7 separate regions of the Mus musculus genome follow, and all the other regions are linked to region 2. Evidence: chromatin contacts called from public Hi-C, HiChIP or PLAC-seq and promoter capture Hi-C data. All regions are on one chromosome and are shown on one strand. The core of a region is the stretch at or near the end of the contact, and the rest is flanking DNA. Distances in the headings are between cores, read along the strand shown.

What was found. Promoter capture Hi-C pulls out the DNA fragments that hold promoters and counts their contacts. HiChIP or PLAC-seq counts read pairs in DNA pulled down with a chosen protein or histone mark. A called contact is a pair of places that touch in the nucleus more often than the background predicts.
Region 1: a FOXA1 HiChIP or PLAC-seq map of pancreatic cancer cells shows a contact between it and region 2. The contact joins the promoter of 4930577N17Rik here to the promoter of Slc7a11 in region 2. A contact is called at or near these places in 2 of 39 promoter capture datasets (cranial neural crest and neutrophils) and 2 of 115 datasets of contacts at active chromatin or transcription factors (bone marrow-derived dendritic cells and pancreatic cancer cells).
Region 3: a Hi-C map of the G1E-ER4 cell line shows a contact between it and region 2, with 8 times the contacts expected there. The contact joins the enhancer-like site here to the promoter of Slc7a11 in region 2. A contact is called at or near these places in 2 of 484 Hi-C or Micro-C datasets (both in the G1E-ER4 cell line), 2 of 115 datasets of contacts at active chromatin or transcription factors (bone marrow-derived dendritic cells and bone marrow-derived macrophages) and 1 of 9 other capture datasets (macrophages).
Region 4: a contact with region 2 is called in a promoter capture Hi-C map of neural stem cells. The contact joins the promoter of Pcdh18 here to the promoter of Slc7a11 in region 2. A contact is called at or near these places in 2 of 39 promoter capture datasets (cranial neural crest and neural stem cells).
Region 5: a contact with region 2 is called in a FOXA1 HiChIP or PLAC-seq map of pancreatic cancer cells. The contact joins the enhancer-like site here to the promoter of Slc7a11 in region 2. A contact is called at or near these places in 2 of 39 promoter capture datasets (3T3-L1-derived adipocytes and cranial neural crest), 3 of 484 Hi-C or Micro-C datasets (the G1E-ER4 cell line, the N1E-115 cell line and bone marrow-derived macrophages), 6 of 115 datasets of contacts at active chromatin or transcription factors (the NIH/3T3 cell line, the SCID.adh cell line, embryonic fibroblasts and 3 more) and 1 of 9 other capture datasets (macrophages).
Region 6: a contact with region 2 is called in a CTCF HiChIP or PLAC-seq map of the NIH/3T3 cell line, with 6 read pairs. The contact joins the enhancer-like site here to the promoter of Slc7a11 in region 2. A contact is called at or near these places in 1 of 39 promoter capture datasets (cranial neural crest), 1 of 15 datasets of contacts at CTCF or cohesin (the NIH/3T3 cell line), 2 of 484 Hi-C or Micro-C datasets (adipose-derived mesenchymal stem cells and muscle stem cells) and 5 of 115 datasets of contacts at active chromatin or transcription factors (astrocytes, bone marrow-derived dendritic cells, embryonic stem cells and 2 more).
Region 7: a contact with region 2 is called in an H3K27ac HiChIP or PLAC-seq map of bone marrow-derived dendritic cells, with 4 times the contacts expected there. The contact joins the promoter of Elf2 here to the promoter of Slc7a11 in region 2. A contact is called at or near these places in 2 of 115 datasets of contacts at active chromatin or transcription factors (bone marrow-derived dendritic cells and bone marrow-derived macrophages).

What each region holds. Positions count from the first base shown.
Region 1 is chr3:51,275,472-51,278,171 of GRCm38.p6, forward strand. It overlaps 4930577N17Rik (RIKEN cDNA 4930577N17 gene), which reads left to right and starts at 1,290. Exons shown (of 1, transcript NR_073429.1): 1 at 1,290-2,700. All of the region lies in intron 4 of Elf2 (E74-like factor 2), which reads right to left.
Region 2 is chr3:50,442,237-50,444,936 of GRCm38.p6, forward strand. It overlaps Slc7a11 (solute carrier family 7 (cationic amino acid transporter, y+ system), member 11), which reads right to left and starts at 1,377. Exons shown (of 12, transcript NM_011990.2): 1 at 749-1,377. The coding sequence starts at 1,025.
Region 3 is chr3:51,364,082-51,366,781 of GRCm38.p6, forward strand. No RefSeq gene overlaps it. Among named protein-coding and RNA genes, the nearest start is that of n-TPagg5, 6.0 kb to the left of the region's middle. Within about 2 kb of position 1,255, at least 116 of the 459 cell types and tissues checked have an H3K27ac peak or open chromatin away from gene starts, as enhancers often do. A contact at or near this core is called in the G1E-ER4 cell line and bone marrow-derived macrophages, where this site is marked.
Region 4 is chr3:49,755,890-49,758,589 of GRCm38.p6, forward strand. It overlaps Pcdh18 (protocadherin 18), which reads right to left and starts at 1,427. Exons shown (of 4, transcript NM_130448.3): 1 at 1-1,427. The coding sequence starts at 975.
Region 5 is chr3:51,155,875-51,158,574 of GRCm38.p6, forward strand. No RefSeq gene overlaps it. Among named protein-coding and RNA genes, the nearest start is that of Gm35891, 28 kb to the left of the region's middle. Within about 2 kb of position 1,392, at least 170 of the 459 cell types and tissues checked have an H3K27ac peak or open chromatin away from gene starts, as enhancers often do. A contact at or near this core is called in the G1E-ER4 cell line, the N1E-115 cell line, embryonic stem cells and 1 more, where this site is marked.
Region 6 is chr3:51,091,245-51,093,944 of GRCm38.p6, forward strand. No RefSeq gene overlaps it. Among named protein-coding and RNA genes, the nearest start is that of Gm29230, 3.3 kb to the left of the region's middle. Within about 2 kb of position 1,292, at least 49 of the 459 cell types and tissues checked have an H3K27ac peak or open chromatin away from gene starts, as enhancers often do. A contact at or near this core is called in the NIH/3T3 cell line, adipose-derived mesenchymal stem cells, muscle stem cells and 1 more, where this site is marked.
Region 7 is chr3:51,339,274-51,341,973 of GRCm38.p6, forward strand. It overlaps Elf2 (E74-like factor 2), which reads right to left and starts at 1,371. Exons shown (of 10, transcript NM_023502.2): 1 at 1,141-1,371.

The DNA.
Region 1 (2,700 bases), core at 40-2,539, 830 kb after region 2:
TAACTATACACACTCGACACTCAAAACACCACTAACCCAACATAAAACTGTACACTAATTCATACTGATCAATGGACTGACTTTAACAAGGACCCAAGTTCCATTATGTTCCTCTCCTTCAGTAAAAGTTCCTATTCAAAAAGGCATTTAAACGCTGCTCAATAAATTGTGATTTCCCTACTTTTGAAATGTGTAAAATATGCCTCAGCCAAAACACACTATTCAGCGTTATTGTTATATAGCACATGCAGTTCTATCAGTCCAGATTTTATTTATATTTAAAGTTCCGTTAAATTTAGAGATAAACATAATTTTTCCTCCAAACCGAACTGCTTTGTCCACCAAACTACCAATTTCAAGATCCCTAAAAACAATAGGTGCAAAAAGACTGTTCTGATCTTTTACAGCACTACCGTTTGGTTACAATTTCTCATCTTCCAATCCGACATCGATGGAGATGTGAAACAGAACCAGAGGAGGGACCGCATGCGCTTATAATTTCGGTAAGCAACAGTGTTCGAGCAGTGCCACATCGACCCGAGGCCCTCGCTGCGCTGTCTGCTAGCAAGTAAAGCTGCTTTTTCTATGTAACTTAAGTCCGTGCCCTTCCGCTGCAGCAGTGGCGCAGCACATCCCCCACCCCCGCGGCCACTTCCGTGTTTACACTCCTCTTCCCTCCAATTCCATGCGTACATTGTCAGCTTCACTCCCGCCCAATCTTCATTGGCCCGGCTCGGGCCCGTGGTCCCGCCCCCAGAAATCAACGTTCTTATTTGGAACAGCTCAGGGCGCAGATTGGAACCTCGGGCCTGTCAATCGCGCGCGTTCTGTCCTCTCCCAGGCGCTTCCGCTATGGTGGGAGGTTTGGGGGAGGGGAAAGGGGGCAATGCCGAGCCGAGACTTCCCCGGGGCCAGGACGCCCTCCCGCCCGCCCCGCTCCCCGCTTTCATCTTACTGTGGACCAAAATAAACGTCCCCCTCCGCTGTCCCGCAGCCCCGGGCCGGCTGCGCGGAATACACCCGGTGTCCTTCCCGTCCACCCTCAGTCACCCGCCCCACGAGGGAAGGAAGGGCAGCAGCCCGGTTCCCCCACGGCCGCCGTTAGCCGCGGCGGGGAGGTGCCGGGTCGGCGGCGTCCCACTCGGCACCGGGAAGTGGCCTCGGGACCGTTACTCGGGCGCCGCTCCGGGAGGGACGAGGCGGGAGGCCGGGCGGGCGCGTTTTGGCGGGTAGCGCCCGGGGGGGCCGCGGCGTCCATGCGGAAGTGGCGGCTATAGGAAGTGAGAGGCGAGGGCGGCGGGCGGCCAGCGCCCCCGGCCGCGGGCAGGGGCGGCCCTCTCGGCCGGACAGCGTGGCAGGCGGCGGGGACAACAGCTCCGCTCACTTCCTGGTTCCCCGGCAACTGGGGCGAAGCGCGCAACTCGCCCGCGCCGACTCCCCAACTTAGCCGCGGCTCCGCGCCCGGCCCCTGCCGCTGCCGCTGCTGCGCCGCCGCCGCCGCCGCTCTCCCCGGAGCGACAGCCCGGATCCGAGGCAGGTTACTCTCCAAGGTGATCACTTCCTGATTTGTCGCCTCCATTACTTCATTCACTCCCCCCTCTCCGCGGCCGCCCGGCTGCCGGAGACGGACACCGGACCCGGGGCGCTGACCGCCCCGGGGGACGCTCCCCGCCCGCCGGGCGCCCCCTCGCCCGCTGCACCGATGCACGGGAGAAAAGTTCCCCTGTGCTTACCGGCCCGGATGAGCAGATCCAGCTGGTTCGTGGGTCCCTCATGCAGAGACGTCGCCATGTTTATCCCGGGGCTGGAACTGCTGCTTCACATTGACTTACACCCTGAGCGGCGGCGACAGGGGAGAAGGCGGAACCCGCGGCCGGAGACACACGCCGTGCGGGCGGCACACACTCACGCACTCGCACACACTCCGACGCCCGGATCCTTGCGCGTCCTCCGACAGGAAGCGGCGGCCGGCCCGCCTCCCGCCGCCGGGCTCAGCAGCCCCACCACCTAACGGCAGGGGCGGCGGCGGCCCCGGCTGGCAACGCGATCCTTCCGCCCCGCGCCCAGACAGGAAGTCAGTCCCGGGCGCCGGCAGCCGGCGGCCGCACGGACACCTGAGGCTGGGGAGCCGCAGGCCGCCCTCGGGGACGCGGGCCTCGCCTCGGCAGGAAGAGGCGCGCTTCACGTTCTGCGGAAGCGAAGTCTGCAAATGTCCCCTCTGGAAAAGAGCCATGAATCAAATTTTTCTTCCTAGAAAAGACCTCATACCTAGTCCCGCAGCTGTACACGGAGGTGGCTTTTTAACTTGGGTTGGCCTTCCCGGCGCTTATGCAACATACAATCAGTTCAGTCGAAAGAACTGCACTTTAAAAAACTTGTACCTAGAAAATATTCTAGAAGCATCACTAAGGAAGTCAGGAGTCTCCAACTACTTCAAAAACTGACTTGGTCCTGTCTTCTCGACAGAAGTCAGAGTACACTAGACAGGTAATTAGTAAACAGAAAAGAGCCGCCCGGCAGCCTCGGGGAGACTGGAGTCGCTGGGTTTGCTGGTCATGAAATTCGTGTGCCCTCTCTTGTATTTGCTTGACTTGGACAAATGAACGTATTCGTTCATAGCTTAAAGATATCTTCAGACAGCTTTTAAAAAACTCGTTTACCTTGAAACTGGCCTTACAAATACACACTGTAACAGGAAAG
Region 2 (2,700 bases), core at 127-2,626:
CAAATAACGAGAAATTATGAGAAATGTCCTTAAAGGCAGTAAGAAGGAAAAAGAAAAAAAAAAAAAACAAGGGGAAAAAAGTTGAAACCTTTGCCCCATTTATGGAGACGGAGGAGACACATCAAACACATATCTTCCCAAGGACTTCTGAAAGCATAGTATTAGAAACGGACAAGCCTACGAATTTAAAATATTAAAAAAGGCAGAGAATGCCACCCATTTGTTTAGCAAGTAAAAGGCCCGTGACAGTGTTCCGAACGTTCAGTTCCGCGTGTAAATAGGCCACACTGGCTGCACCGCACAGGTGTTTCTTCCAGCGAGCCAGCTGCCAGAACTATGCTCTAAACAAGACTCACAAACCCAAGCCCTCTGCACGGAAGGAAGGCTTGGTTTTTTGGGTCATCAAAGTTAGGTTTTTTTTGTTTTTTGTTTTTTTGTTTTTTGTTTTTTTTTTTTTTTTTCCTTCTCTCAGCAAACCAGAAAAAAAAAAAAAAAAAGCTGCCAGAGTCTGTCTCAGGCAGGAAAGCAGAGTATAGCCTGCAGGAAGGAATCTGAGAGGGTTCAGTCTTGTGCCAACAGTGGACAGTGTGTTTGGGTAGTGCACATACCTGAACAACAACAACAACAAAAATTCCAAATATTTCCTGTAGTATTTGCCCATTCATTTACTCCTCAGAAATAACCCTTCGCTCTCCCAGAGAGCCACACAGCTACACACACTCACACCCCAGAGAAGAAGCGCACTCACCAAAAAGTGACAGTACTCCACAGGCAGACCAGAAAACCAGGGACATGCCCACGCTGCCCGTGTTCTGGAGTATGCCCTTGGGGGAGATGAAGATGCCTGATCCGATGACGGTGCCGATGATGATGGAGACCCCCCTCAGCAAAGTGATCTTCTTTTTCAGAACTACCTTCTCCTGCCCAGGTGGCTCTTGGTCCCCCATGGAGGGCAGCCTCCCGCTCATATTGCCCTGCAGGTAACCTCCTTTGGAGATGGTGGCCACAACTGGCTTTCTGACCATGGCAGTGTCACACCAGAGGAGGGGGATGAAAAAGAAAACAGAGGGGGAAAAACAAAACAAGACAAAATAAAACAAAACAAAACAAACCCTTTTAACTTGTTTCTCTAAGAAGTGACTGATCACTGTTCGGTCGTGACTTCCCCTTTGCTATCACCGACTGGCTCTACACTATTGTGTCCACAGGTGAGAACTCAGAGGTGTGTTTCAGCCTTCGCTGGCTCTATAATTACTCCTCTTGCTCCTCGGAGCACCTGTGTGGCACCGGCTCCAGGGGCAGTCAGTTAGCTGCAGCCGCGGCTGCTGCCCTATCATTACACACCAGCTCAGCTTCCTCGTGGAAGGCTCCGTATTTAAGCAACCGCCTGTCACACCAACTTACTGGGCTGCATGATGATGCAAATTCTCCAGGTTTGCATCAGCCACATGAGAAAACTCCAGCTTGAGAAAGCGCCAACATTACTCAGCTCTTTTTTTTTTTTTTTTTTTTTAACAGTAGCCTGTGGGTTGCTCAATGGATCCAAAGCATTTCCCAGAACAAAGCATACTCTTAAAGAGGGGCTTAGCCAATCCAGAAGAAGTAAACAGGGAACCAGGGAATAGACACTGTCCCGGTGACTTTAAGCAGCTCCGCTCTCAGAGAGAGAAAAGAAGTTGGAAAATGAAACAGAAAACAATTACTTCGTTTTAAGGAGTTGCTTCTTAACTTTAAGGCGCGCATAAAAAATGTTGTATTCACAGCTGTTTTGACAATGGAAAGTGCCTTAGGGCTGCTCTGTTTGCAACAGCAAAGTTTATACTTCATAATTTGTATTCTCCTTACTTCCCCGGGTGTTTCCTAGCAACACTGTCAAATCTAATATTTACAAAGTCAGAAAGTTTCTGCACACGAGAGCCGTGGCTACATACAGCTCCGCATGAACAGACACAATTATTTCTTAAGACCTGTAATACAAGGGTGTTTAAGATCACCACCTAAGTTTGAGAAGTTGAAAGATCATAGTGACTGCAGAAAACAGTCTTTTTCTGATTCTTGTCAGCACAGCGTGATTTCCTGAACTAGGTAGAAGGACTCGGTCTTCATTTGCATGTTGCTCCATCGAATTAAAAAGACTCCTCTTTGAATCTTAGGCAATACTTATAATTGCATGAAGACACGCACAGAGCAAGAGCTTGAGAAGGGAGTCCCATTATAATAGTTGGAGAAAGGAAGGAGATGACAGGGCATATTTTTTGGATCTATAAGCTATTCTGATTATAATTTGAAATGTATTACAATCAACAGGTACTAACTTTTAGTTAGCTCAAAGCCGGAAATTTTCGGTGACTGTAACAGAGTGTACAAGTCCATTTCAGAAAGCTAAAAGAATGTGTTTTTTACATAAAGAAATAATGACATCTTAAGGAGATAGAAGTGTTTACTCTGAGCATTCTACAATGGGCACATGTGCTGAAACTTTACACCCTATTCACATACACAGCTTTCATCTTTGTCAGTTAAAAAGAAATTTAAACATATAAAAGTACATTAAAACTTCAAAGTGGGGTTAAAATATTTACATTGAAAAAATTTCTTTTTTTTTAAAAAATTAAACACAAACTTGAAACGTTTTGCTTCTAATCAAGTGTCTTATGTGTAAAATAAAAATAAAAATAAAAAATTACCAAAAGAAAATAA
Region 3 (2,700 bases), core at 5-2,504, 920 kb after region 2:
TACACCGCTGTGGCCAGCACTACTAAGTAAGGTAGTTACCATGTCTATGCCACTGTGCCCAGCACGGCTCTTATGCCAGAACAACAGATACAAGTAATGGCATCTCTCCATGTGGTGTTGGAACTTGCGAACACACCTATTTTCCTTCTTTCTCTTTTCTTTCTTCTTCCTCCTCCTCCTCTTCCTCCTTCTACTTCCTTCTCTTCCTTCTTCTTTTCCTTCTTCCTCCTCCTCTTCCTTCTTTTCCTTCTTCTACCTTCTTCCTCCTCCTCCTCTTCCTCCTTCTACTTCCTCCTCTTCCTTCTTCTTTTCCTTCTTCCTCCTCCTCTTCCTTCTTTTCCTTCTTCTACCTTCTTCTTCCTCCTCCTCCTCTTCCTCCTTCTACTTCCTCCTCTTCCTTCTTCTTTTCCTTCTTTCTCCTCCTCTTCCTTCTTTTCCTTCTTCTACCTTCTTTTCTCCTCCGTCTTTTTGTATTCTCTGAGTTGCTGAATCCCCAGGGGTTATTTAAATTCAAAGGAGTCTCTACCACTCATGCAAAATTACCTGCCACACTGTCTATTTGTCAAGGGAAGGTGGCTGGAGACCTTGCTTTCTCCTCCTGCTCTCTCCCCTAAGTGAAAAAGTTTCACAACACGTCTCTGAAAGACTTCGCGGTGTGCACCTCAGGGAAGCAGGATGGGCAGTCAGTCCACAAAAGGCAAGGGCGAGCTCCTCTGTGAAATTCTAGATCTTATACTCCAGTAAGAGGGGTATCAATATCACACCCAACAACTTAGTAAAAATGTACCACGTGCTGTAAGTGCTAAAATAGATAGATGGCTCAAGAGGCTCCTGAGTAAGCTAAGGTCCTTGCAAGATAACCTTAATGGCCGTGTCCCTTTGTGTTAGAAGTCACCAGATGTTCGGGGGACTATGGAAAAAAACAGCTTGAGCAAACAGTTCTAATAGCGTTTGGGTCCTAGCCATGGAAAGGGAAGGAAGCTGGCGCACAGTACTAAAACAGCAACTGCTGGATGAACGTGGAGCATTCCAACAGGAAGGGCCCAGCATCCCAGTGACAGCGAAAGCTGCATATCCAAATAAAGGCCACGTCTCTTTCTCCGGTAGCGCGAAATCAAACTTGCCAGAGGCGGCTCGCACTTTTTACAGCAATGTGGTGCGGTGTTTGCAAGTCCCGTCGCCAAGGCCGTGCAGGCTGTGTTGGCACCAGTGTTCTTTCAAGCTTCTAAGCCGCCCCCGGGTAAGTGAACCAAGCGCTAGGAGAGATAAAGTGCTAAGAGGGACACCATCTGTCTGCAGAAGGGGAGGACACCAAACGGGACTGGGTGGCGGTCGAAATGCAAATGAACACTGACACCGTGTGGCTGGAGAAAGGAAGCAAGAAAGCGAGAAAGCGTAGCCAGCGGACTGAGATAAGAGACAGCAGAGTGGAAAGTACCAGTTTCACTGGTAGTGAGATTTACCCTGTGACAATCCATATGGACAGTAGCGGGGCTGTATTCGGAGGTCTGACTTTATGGCTGGCCCAATGGGAAAAGAACCAGGTGGATGCTCTTTCCACCACTGTGGGGCAGCAGATCTTGGAGGACATATGTAACAGAGTTCAACAGGAATCAGTGGTTTTCTATGTGGCTGGCAGCCCATAGCTGGTTGAGGTTTGAAAATCGGGAAGCAGATGCCCTTACCAAGCTACAAGCCATCTGCCTCCAGAGATCACTGGAGGCTCTTATCTACAGTCTGGCCACAGTGATTTGGCACACACTGGAAAGTAGCTAGAGCTACCAACATTCCCATGAAATAGTCTGCTATTCTGCATGGTAACAATAAATGTGAGGCATGTTCCAAATTAAGACACGGAGAGACTATACAGGGTCCGTATATGTCAGTAAGGATACAAGTCGGTGCTCACCTGTGTGGACACTGCCGCAAGTCCATTGTCTCCAAGCCTTAATGCCCCAGTCTGCTAACCTGGGCCTAGTCTTGGAAGCCTCTACCCTCCATACAATATTATGTAGGCCTAGGATGTTTTCAGCCTCCGAAACTTGCTGCTGGCTAAGCACACCCTTTCTTCTTCCTTCTGAACTCTGGCTGGTTGGTTCAATCTAGCTCTTCTGACTCAAACTCCTCTCTCTCCAAGCTGTCTTCTCTCTCAGTCTCTGAATTGCTCTGCTGTGCCTCAAACTAACAGTAGCAATGTTCTAATATGGCTTCTTCTCATTTTCTGGCTCACTCTGTCTTTACCTGTCTCTGTACAACTGTCCTGGTAAAACTGTGTCTTAGTTAGAGTTTCCATTGCTGTGAATAGACACCATGACCAAGGCGAGTCTTATAAAAGCAAACATTTAATTGGGGCCGGCTTACAGGTTCAGAGGTCCAGTCCACTATCATCATAGCAGGAACTACGGCAGCATGCAGGAAGGCATGGTGCTAGAGAAGGAGCTGAGAGTTCTGCATCTTGACCAGAAGGCAACCAGGGGAGACTGGCCTCCAGGCAGCTAGGAGGATGGTCTCAAAGCCTACCCCACAGTGACTCACTTCCTTCAACAAGGCCACACCTACTCCAAAAAGTCCACATCTCTTAATAGTGTCACTCCCTGGACCAAGCGTATTCAAACCACCACAAACTGCCTCCTTCCTCTTTCTCTCGCTCTAGGCTGCTCCACTCTCCTTCTCAACTCTACTGTACCACTCTCTAGGAAC
Region 4 (2,700 bases), core at 177-2,676, 690 kb before region 2:
TTGAACGTCTATCTCATAGGACTTGGTGATTTCATAATCCACTGGCTTGAAAAGAGTCAAGTGGCCTTTTTCTGAGTCGATCTTAAAAGTCTCTATAATTTTGGGAGACACATGACTGCTGAAAGAATACACAATTCTCCCATTAGCGCCCTCATCTGGATCGGTGGCATTTAGATCAAGGAGCAAGGTTCCAACTGGGGAGTTTTCTAAGAGTTGTATTGTGTAAGAAGGCTGCTCAAAGGCCGGGCTGTTGTCGTTGGAATCCGAAATGCTGATTTTCAGGATGGAGGAGCCAGACCTCTGAGGCACTCCCATGTCGGAGGCGGTGAGCTGAAGCTCGTAGCTAGCCTTCAGCTCCCGATCCAACTCTTTCACCACTATGAGTTCAGCGTACTTGGCCCCGTCTGTCCTGGTTCGCACTTCGATATTAAAATAATCATTAGCAGAGAGCGAGTAGGTGTGGAGGGAATTTTCCCCAACATCTGGGTCGAACGCACTGTCCAGGGGGATACGAGTCCCAACTGCTGCGCTCTCCGATATCTCAATGGGAATGACGGGTCTCGAGAATTGGGGGGAATTGTCATTAATGTCCAGCACGTCCACTTCAATGTGGAACAGCTGCAGATGCTCGGTCGGCAGAGTGAGCACATCAAACTCTATCGAACAGTTCAAGTTTTTTTGGCATAGTTGCTCGCGGTCAATTTTAGCCCCTATGCTGATTTCTCCGGTATTCTCATTTACGACCAGGAGAGGAGAATTCCCCCGTGGCATGGCTCGAAAACGAACAGCAGAAGGATTTGGTAGCTTCAATAAAACATCAGCCACATCTTCTGATAGTCTAGCAATTACCGATCCGACCCTCTGCTCCTCATAAATCCTGTATTTCAGATTCTTAGCCAGGACATCGTGGCTGAAAAACGCCATCAGAAGTGCAAGTGCAAATCTAAAGTGCATTTTAGTATTCATTTGGTGCATTGGTCAGTTGCTAGATTCCCTTCTCAGGGCGAGTTAGAAGAGCCCAGCAATCCCTTCAACTTCCTCCCAGCCACTCAGAGCTCTAAGCCACATCGGGTCTCAGAGTCTTGAAAGCGACTCTTAATCACACAGCAATTAAACAGCTCGCAAACTTCAGTTTTCATACACACCGTTTGGCGACTTCCAGATAGGAGCGTGAAGTCCCTTCCTGGTAGGGGTGGCCGCTGGTCCTCCTGGCTGGGAGCAGCGTGTCACCTCGGCCTGGCTCCCCGCGTGGACTCCGTCCCCATCTATTGCAGGGTGCTGGCGGAGTCTGCAGTCTGTGTTTCCCGGGCGATTCTTGATTTTCCCCCCTTTCCTTTTCTCTGCTCCGCTGCAGACTAAACACCGGTGATTGCTGACTCCAGTCTGAAAATCTCTACAACTTCACTTCAACTCAGACAAAGCTCTTTGCCTGGCGTGTGTTGAATCGCTTCCAGCCAATCAGCGAGCTTCCAAATCCGAAGCTGCTGGAGTCACCGGAGCGAGGGAGGGCGCGCGTGGAGGGTGGGAGCGGGAGGGTGGCGGGCGCGGGTTGGGGACCCGCTAGGGGCGCGGGAGCGCGGCCGGGGGTGGGGTTCAGCCCTCCCGCCCCTCCTCCATCTCCATCCACTTTCTCCAAGCGTGCCGCGACAAAGGGGAGACAAATTACAGCAGGAGAGCGGTGTGGGGGTGGGGAGACCGGGAGGGAAGGAAAAAGAAAGGAAGAAAAAAACTTTAAATCAACTTCTGGTCGCCTGTATTTATATATGGCACATTAAATAGTTCTTGTTTTCTTAATTGATCTTTTCTTCTGCTACAAACATGTAATCATCTTGCTTTTTTCAGGGTTCCTTAACTGCTGGTTTCACTTAAAATACCTCCAAGTGAATTTTGTCGGTGGAGGAATTTAATAAAATGGGGAAACTTGCTTCTAATTATGCACACACCCCCTCCCCCTCGGCGGGTCTTTTCTCCTCCAAGGAGCAGCAAGCCGATTTTCTTGGAGCTCTGTTTTAAAGAACAGCCCAAGTGGAGAGGTTTCATTTTCTGCTTTCTTTCATCTTTACTCTTTGAAGATAAGAAAGGGGCCTATCTTGCACTCCCGATTTCTCTTAATTAGCAAGATTTAAAGGAACACCTCAGAGTTTGGAACTAATTAGCAAAAAAATTCTACCTTATTTCAGCCCTTTCTTTAGCTTGAGCAAAATTGTTCCATATATATATATATATATATATATATATATATAGCCTTGCACTTAAAAAAATCCTATTTATTTTGGGCAAAATTGATAGCTTGGGTAAAATTGGTAGCCTTCGCCTAGCGAATTCTTCCAATAGAGTACTATCTACCCATAGTGAGTTTTCACAATGAGTTCTGAGGAGACATGGACTCAATAGTTTACAAGTCAAATTTTTATAATACATACATTATTTATGAAAACAGTTTCCAGATATGTATTTTAAAAACCCAAAGGTTGTTTACACTGAGAAATAAAATGCCTGAGCTGAAAATTGCATTTTGTGTGCATCAGAGTGCTGGAAATATCTCAGGAGGTTGGTGCTGTATCCAGGTCACGGGGTTGATATGGTATTCTTATTGGGAAATATGATTATTTATGATGCTCCTTCTGCTCTGCGGCTCCTTTTAAGTTTATCACTCTGGCTCCATTCTTGCTCACCCTCCCCACCCCCCCTTTGCATTAT
Region 5 (2,700 bases), core at 142-2,641, 710 kb after region 2:
TGACTAACTCGGTTATGCCAAGACCTTCCCGGAGCTTTTCATTCACCACATGTAAGTATCTATCCCACTATCTTCATAGCACGATACCACATTGCTGGCTTTCCCTCTGGGGCAAGGGACAACCATTAATGGCAAAGGCCTGACTCACGTCTCTCTTCCACATATCCTTGAGAGCAACATCCTACAGAAAAAGACAAAAAAAGAAAAAGAAGAAGAAGTAATAGGCAGAAATTAGAGGCATTTTTCTGTGCCTGTGCTACAATTTTTCAGAGAACAAGGCTAGCTAGCTTTCAGAAGGATCAAATAGAATTTGAAAATCACCCTGCTTTATGTGGCAAGAACTTCAAGAATATCAAACATTTCTTGCCATTTGCAAGCAAATGGGTTAGAAGATTTTTTTTTCCCCACGATTATCTCTTCCAGAAAAGAGCAGTTTCAAACCGCAGAAAATGGACGTTACTGAGAAAAATAGCCTGTTTCAGGAGGGCGAGAAAGACCCTGAGATATCTGGGAAACAGAGGTGGCATGGTTTTCTCCTCCCATGCGTAGAAGTTCCAAACGCAGGAGAAGCTCATTTCAAGCAGAAAGCTCTTTCCAAAGCACAAATATTGGAAAAACAGACCAAGACATCAGCGCATTCTAAACACAGCTGTGTTTGCCCACGCCTCCTGCCTGCTAGGTCATGTTTGATTTAACCTGGCAGCTCAGGGGGAGGTGAAAGGCCTCTGACTACCCAACCTACGACTTTACTTCCTCCCGTCATCATTGTTGACGTTGCATATAGCAAACTGACCTCTTATTAAATGTTGCAGCCAACAAACAGGTTTTAATAGTCTTTTGCTTTTTCACACTAAATGTGTTTTCAGATGGCTGTCATTCATATTCATTCCAAGGACCAAGTTGCCCAGCCACCTGCTCTGAGCACGACAAAATGCTCCGCTAGGGGGCGTTGCTGCCTTTCCCAACCCACAAATGAAGCACGTGATCCGAAACTGTGTCCATTAGTTCTGGAAAACAGGATGTAGGCCTGCCAAGCAGTTCAGAGGATGGTTTTAAGCCTTCAGAGTAACCTGAGATGAGGGACCACAGACGGCAGGGAAGTGTAAAACACGGGGCTGTCACCGGGATAATGAAGGGTACCCTGGCTGCACTGGTTATCTTAGCCTGCATCAGGAGCCTAGGGAACAGACAAGAGAGCACTTATGGTACAGTGTCAGCCCATCCCTAGTCAGGGCCCTGAGGGTAAAACCGGCTGAGCATCAGCGTCCAATAGATAACAACAGAAGCCATTATCTCTCCCTGGCTGGGCTGCCAAGTGCAGGGGCCAGGATTGCCTGGTGTTTGCGGTTTCCATAGCAGCGCTGTTTCGTTTCAAGCTGGCAAAGTACACAGAGAGGACAGGATCAACATTGCAGCAAATGACTCGAACAACCTGAGTCCTGAGCCTCGGAGCTCTCAGCAGGCTTTGCCCTTTTGGAGTCAGGGGTGGGGATGAAGATGGATGCTCTCCAAGAGGCGACTGGAAACTAACAGCTCCTTCAATCAAGCTCAGCAGCTGCCTGAGCACTGTCACCCACCCAAGGTCACCACTTGGAGCCTCTCGGCCTCATTTCCCAGAACTCTAGAAGGTGCTGTTAACATGGGAGAGACCCCCACACAGGCAGATAGGCTCCTCTGGCATCTTCTACCTGGCATTTTCTGAAACCTTTCTCCTCCTTCAGCTGGCCAAGGAGACACTTTCTTTCTTTCTTTCTTTCTTTCTTTCTTTCTTTCTTTCTTCCTTCCTTCCTTCCTTTCTCTCTTTCTTTTTTAATTAAATGTTTTCTTCATTACATTTCAGATGAAATCCCCTTTCCTAGTTTCCTCTCCCAAAATCCCCTATACCCTCCTTCCCCCCCTCCCACTCCCCACTGCTCCCCCAAGCCACCCACTCCCACTTCCTGACCCTGGCATTCCCCTATACTGGGGCATATGATCCTTGCCAGACCAAGGGTCTCTCCTCCCATTGATGGCCAACTAGGCCATCCTTTGCTACAGATACAGCTAGAGACACAAGCTCTGAGGGTACTGGTTAGTTCATATTGTTGTTCCTTTTATAGGGCTGCAAAGCCCTTCAGCTCCTTGGGTACTTTCTCTAGCTCCTCATTGGGGACCCTGTGTTCCATCCAATAGATGACTGTGAGCATCCACTTCAGTATTTGCCAGGCACTGGCATAGCCTCACAGGAAACAACTATATCAGGGTCCTGTCAGCAAAATCTTGTTGGCATCTGCAATAGTATCTGGGTTTGGTAGTTGTATAATGGGGTGGATTCCAGGGTGGGGCAGTCTCTGTATGGTCCTTCCTGCCCTCTCAGCTCCGAACTTTGTCTCTGTAACTCCTTCCATGGGTATTTTGTTCCCCCTTCTAAGAAGGAACAAAGTATCCACACTTTGGTCTTCCATCTTCTTGAGCTTCATGAGTTTTGCAAATTGTATCTGTAGCCCTCCCTAGCTGTTCTGAAACTGTCTCTGTAGAGCAAACTTACCTCTAACTCAGAGATCTACTAGCCTTTGGCTCTCAAGTGCTGGGATTAAAGGCGGGTGCCACCACTGCCTGGCTACAAACTACTATTTGCTGCTAAGAGGAGAAAAGGCTTGGTTCCAGCCTTATGCATTTCCCATAGGGTGAGAAATCAATCTAACTGCCTACCGTTTTTTT
Region 6 (2,700 bases), core at 42-2,541, 650 kb after region 2:
AGTTACAAATTTTAACTTTTTCTAATCTAAAAAAAAAAGGAAAATCAAGTCCTTAAGAAAATGTGTGCTGTAGAATTTGTTTAATAGCAGATTTTCATGGACTGTCAGGCCTGTTTTAAGTGTCTTCCTGGTGTCTTGACAGGAATTTAACACTAACTGAGTAGCCACAATTTTCCTGATTTGATCCAGAACAAATGATGAGGGAATTTCACAAAGGCATAGCTACCTTTGACTTCAGGCCAATGGTGTCATTTCTAAAGGCGATATTCTCAGTGAAAACTTTGCTTATATAAGAACACAAGGAAAGAGGCTGGAGGAGAAAAGATGGTCCATCTGTGAAATGACCCCATGAGTAGGTCAGTCTGGCCTCCGTCCGTACAGCTGACAAACTGTTGAGTAAGCAGAGATGGCCCTCTGATTTAGCTCTGGGGGCATCATTCCAGACTGAACTTGGCCATTAATCAGCATTACATATACCTTATTGCTCAATCGTCTTAGCAATTACTTAGGAGACAAAATAGGTCCTGACTCTTAAGCTTGAAGAAAGCATAAATCTGGAAGAGATACTTCATGCTCTGAATTCCAGATTACTCCAGCCTTCTTACCTGTTCAGGGCAATGAAAGGAGTTTAATATGAGATAGTACAAAGATAAGCATCTTCTTGATTTAAGTGGGCAAAATTAGATATATTATGTTTTATTAGAAGTCATGAAAGATCAGAAGGGTCTTAATTAGTTGTAAAACTAGTACAAGCCAGTGTGTTGTGACTAATCAACATATCAATTCAACTTTAAGAGGCATTGATAGAGATCTAGTCCAAGGTTGAGGTAATATTTTCCTGTATTGTGGTCAGATGTCAACACCATTCAGAGAAAAGAGTTAAAACAATCTCTGCTGTCAGTGCACGAATTTAAATGAGTGGAGTGATTCATGCTTTGTGTCCTCATCTGAAAATGGAAATAACAACAGCTGACAAACATATCTCATAAAATTATCAAATCAAATGAGTCACTTCCATAAAAGCGTTTTTGAAAATCACAAAGTGCCATTGTACTGGACATCTGCTGTTGGTTAACCCACAACCATCCGCCTCTTGCTGATGGACACAGCCCAGCATCCCACAGGTAGCCTCGGCCCTACTACTCACCACCCACAGAATCTCAGCCCTACCCAAGAGCCCCACATCAGCGTTCAAGCTGCCATGCCAACCCAGGCACAGCCAGTGACACTACACCAGGGCTGCTGGGGAAGATGTTTGCTTTTCCTAGTCACATCTTAGTCAAACAAGAAGTTGAATCTTGCAGTACCATCTGACTACCAGGGAAATGTCAGCCGAAAGATGAAGCTGGACTGTGCAGGGCTTGGTGACTCATGCCTGTAATCCCAGCATGTGGAGGACAGAGACCGGAGGGGTCAGGAGTTCAAGACAGTCCTCAGCAGCATATGAGTTTGAATTTGGGCTAAGGAAACCTTATCTCAAAAACAAACAAAAACTTGGCAGTGAAGCAACCCAAACGCAAGTGGACACAGCCCAGCATCCCACGGGTAGCCTCGGCCCTACTCCTTACCATCTGCAGAATCTCAGCCCCACCCAAGAGCCCCACATCAGCGTTCAAGCTGCCATGCCAACCCAGGCACAACCAGTGACACTACACCAGGACTGCTGGGGAAGATGTTTGCTTTTCCTAGTCACAGCTTAGTCAAACAAGAAGTTGAATCTTGCAGTACCAACAGAAACCCGCCCCCATGAGCCCCTTATTTGATAGACCTGCTCAGACCTGCCACCTGATGTCCACTCTCTGCTTGGATTGTCTAGACTCTAAGCCCTTCAACTATCCCTCAAGTCAGTTGAACAAGCTCTCTGTGTCCCTTTCAGCAGGAACAGAACTAACATTGTGCATTCATTCAAAGTCGTAGGAGAGTTATTCAAATATATGGAAATAATAAATGAGTGTATTCAGATGGAGATTGGGTAGGTACATTTTAGATAGAAAGAGATTAAAATCAAATCTATAAAATAAGGCATGAAAGGAGAGGGGGGACTTTTGGAGGGTGGAGAACGAGACCAACAGGCTGCTGTTGAAGACAGCATCACTGAGGTCAATGGAGGGCAAAAACACCATCAAGGCACAGGTCCCACATGGGCAAAACGTCCTACCGTAACCTATTATGTTTAGATTTTTGTTGTATTATCAGAATTATATTGGGTAGAATTATCATACTATATTAGGCGTGTCATGAACATTAGAATTATGTTTCATTATCTTGGATCCTAAGGCTTGCATAAGGAGTTATATAAACACTTTCTAAAAAGAAATTTTTATGTTTGCATTATGCTCCTGGGACATCCATGTCTCCAGACTACCCCATGGATGCGTCCTTGTCCTGCTGAGCTAATGGCCAGACTTCTAACTGCAACAGTGATGCCCATCTCTGATTAATGAGACCATCCCATTCCTCACCTTCTTTCATGGCTCCCATTACAATTTCAATCAGAATGTTGATGAAGTCCCTCTATTGCCTCTCCAGGAGTACATCTACTGCCAAGTGGTGGCTTAAAAACAATACTCACCCTGAGAGAAAGTGAGAGAAATGGCTTCTCACTCGCCCACAGTAAGATCCAGATGGCATGTGGAGAAATTATAGCATTTTCTGAACCAAGGTATCTACCCAAATCATCTGTCCCAGGGGCTGATAATG
Region 7 (2,700 bases), core at 121-2,620, 900 kb after region 2:
ATCAACTACAGCCACATGCCTTCTATAAATCTTATTCCTAAATCCCTTTAAACATAATTCAACAGTTCCCAGTCTCATACGAAGTCATTCAACACTCTAAAGAAACTGTAACCCACAAATATACAATCTTATCTCAGTAGGGCCCGGATGGACATTGTCCACTAGAGAAAGTGAGCAGTTTGCCTCTCAACTGAGACTTGGAGAAAAAAACAAAAACAAAAGTCTTGAGCTCAGAGGCGCAGTTTTTATTATACTTTCTCACTGTCGGATTAAAGCATAAACCACAGAGTAATGTCATGAACACGAGAAAGATGTTCCAGGGTTACAATGACGCGTCCCCCATCTTATTGATAGAGTACTAAGAACTTAAAGAAAGGGTATACAGCTGAGAACGTGGTTCCCATAAGGACAGTCCACCAAGTTGGTCCGTGGGTTATTTTTCCGTCCTTTGCTGACAGAGTAAAAATGTCCCACTAAAGTCTTGAGTGGGTCCGGCCGCCGCGCGCAGCGCCGCTGAGGCAGAATCGGTACCGAGGCGCGCGGGGCGCCCACGACACTCTCCGCGAGATGCCCTAAGGGCCAGCACCGCCGGCGGAGGACCCCGGAGGAGACTCTGGACCTAGGCGCTTCCAAGAGCCCCAGGGTTTTTTTGTTGTTTTGTTGCAAACACAGATAGTGATCGCAGCCTGGCTCCCCGGGGAACCAGGAGAAGGCGGCGACGGAGGGCCGGCGGAGAGTGAGAATAAAAGAACGGCGGAGTACAACCTGTCGTGCCCGCCCCGGCGGCGGGGAGCAGGCCCGACGGCGACGGAAACTGCCGCCCGGGACGCGCTGCCCCGGCAGCCCGGCCGCCGCGCGATGACTGGCGCCGCGAGGTAAACAGCGCGCGCCGCGGTCCCTCGGCGCCACGACCGTTGCCCCGGGCCGCTCCGGTGCGGGCTCCCGCCCTGCCCCCAGCTCCGCCGGTGTCACCGCCCCAGCCTCCGGAAAGCCCCTCCGCCGCCGCCCGAGCAAACAACACAGGCGCGGGGCGGGGGCGCCCGGGAGGAGGCGACACTCGGGACGGCCGGGCTGGCTCGCCGCGCCCTCCCTCTCCCTCCCGCTCGCTCCCGCCGGCCTCCGCCGTCCCCGCGCTCTTACCTGCTCTCCCTCCACGTCGCCGAGTCCCTTGCCCTTCCCTCAGGGCCGCAGACCGGCCGAGACGCCGCAGCCGCCCGCCGTTGGCCCGGCGTCCTGCGGGAAGCCGAGGGGGCCTCCCCTGGCCACCGCGCGAGCCGCTCCGCACCACAGGACGAGACAAAACCGCGCTGCGCCCCCCGCGCGCGCCACCCTACAGATCCCCCCCAACCGCCGAGGCGACGGCGGCGACACAGCCGGGCGCGGGGAAGCTGCGGCCGGCCCCCGCCCTCCGCACCCGCCTCGGCTCCTCCCCCTCGGCCTCCTGCCGCCGCCACCAGGACACTGGAGTCCGCCTCCCCCACCCGGCCGCTCCGCGCGCTCCTCCCTCCCCGCGCGCCGCCGGGGGAGGCGACACCGCCAGTCACCGCAGCGCCTGTCAAACCGGGCCGGCTATTTATACTCCCCACCGCCCTCGGGCCCCCCGCAGCCCGCCTCCTGCGCTCTCGAATCCCGCCCTCTTCTCAGCGCCCAACTTCGCCCGAACCCGCCTGCTCAGGTGGAGACGCTCGCCACTCGTCCCGCTCCGCGTCCCCGGGGCTTCCCCACTCCCCCACGTCGCGCGCTGCACTGCGCTGCGGACGCGGGACCAGCGCGTGGGGACGGCGGGGCCGCGCGTGCACCTGCAGCCCGGCCGGGACGACACGCGCACCTCTTGGGCCACTCTCAGGTCTTTGCTGTCACCCCTCATCACCCCCCTTCCAACTCCGGACTCCCCTCCCAAGACCTCCAGGGACCGCTCTGCACTCGTAGATTAAGCATTAGGGAAGTGAGCGATTGCAAAATAAAACTCTTGTCAGCCCGGGTGTTCAGAGTCCCCGCGCGTCTCCCGGGCTCCGCGGATGGTGGCGGCGCTGGCGGGCAGGAGCGCGCGGCCCGCCCCACCCGGCCACTGACGCACGTGGCGCCCCGCCCCGCCCGTTTCGCGGCCCGGGGCGCCGCCCGCTCCGCCTCCCAGCTCGTCCACCCCGGACCCCGCCCCGTTCCCAGAAATTACCACCGCCCAACGGCCCGGCTGCGCGGCGGTTGGTGCCCGCGGTGGCCGGCGGGCGGGCGGCCCAGCGCGCAGCTGCGGAGCGCGGCGGGCGGCCCCCGTTCGGGGGGGTCCCGGGGAGCCGCGACCGCCCGCCCCAGTCTTTGTCGCTTCTAGTCCCGTCCGCCTCCGAGAAGTAACTCAAGTCCCGAGATCTTCAGAGCCAGGGTGAAGGAGCGCGTGTGTGTGGAGGAAGAGTATCTTGTTCCAAGTGTCCACGAATTGGGGAAAAAAAAGGGGCGAAGCCAGCGGGAGCTGCAGGCTTCTGGTTTGCACACTTTCACACAAAGGGGAGCCTCTGAGCAGGGCACTCTCACGCGCCTTCCAGGGCACAAAAGCCAATGACACGGTGCCCGGGATGTCCTGCGTTTGCAGCGGCTCGCTAATGGTCTTTCTTAGGCGCAGTTATGCATGCTAGGTCTCTTCCCCCAAGCACCACCACCATTCCCCGCCGCCGCGGAATGTATTTGTTTCTTTAACAAAGAGCATCG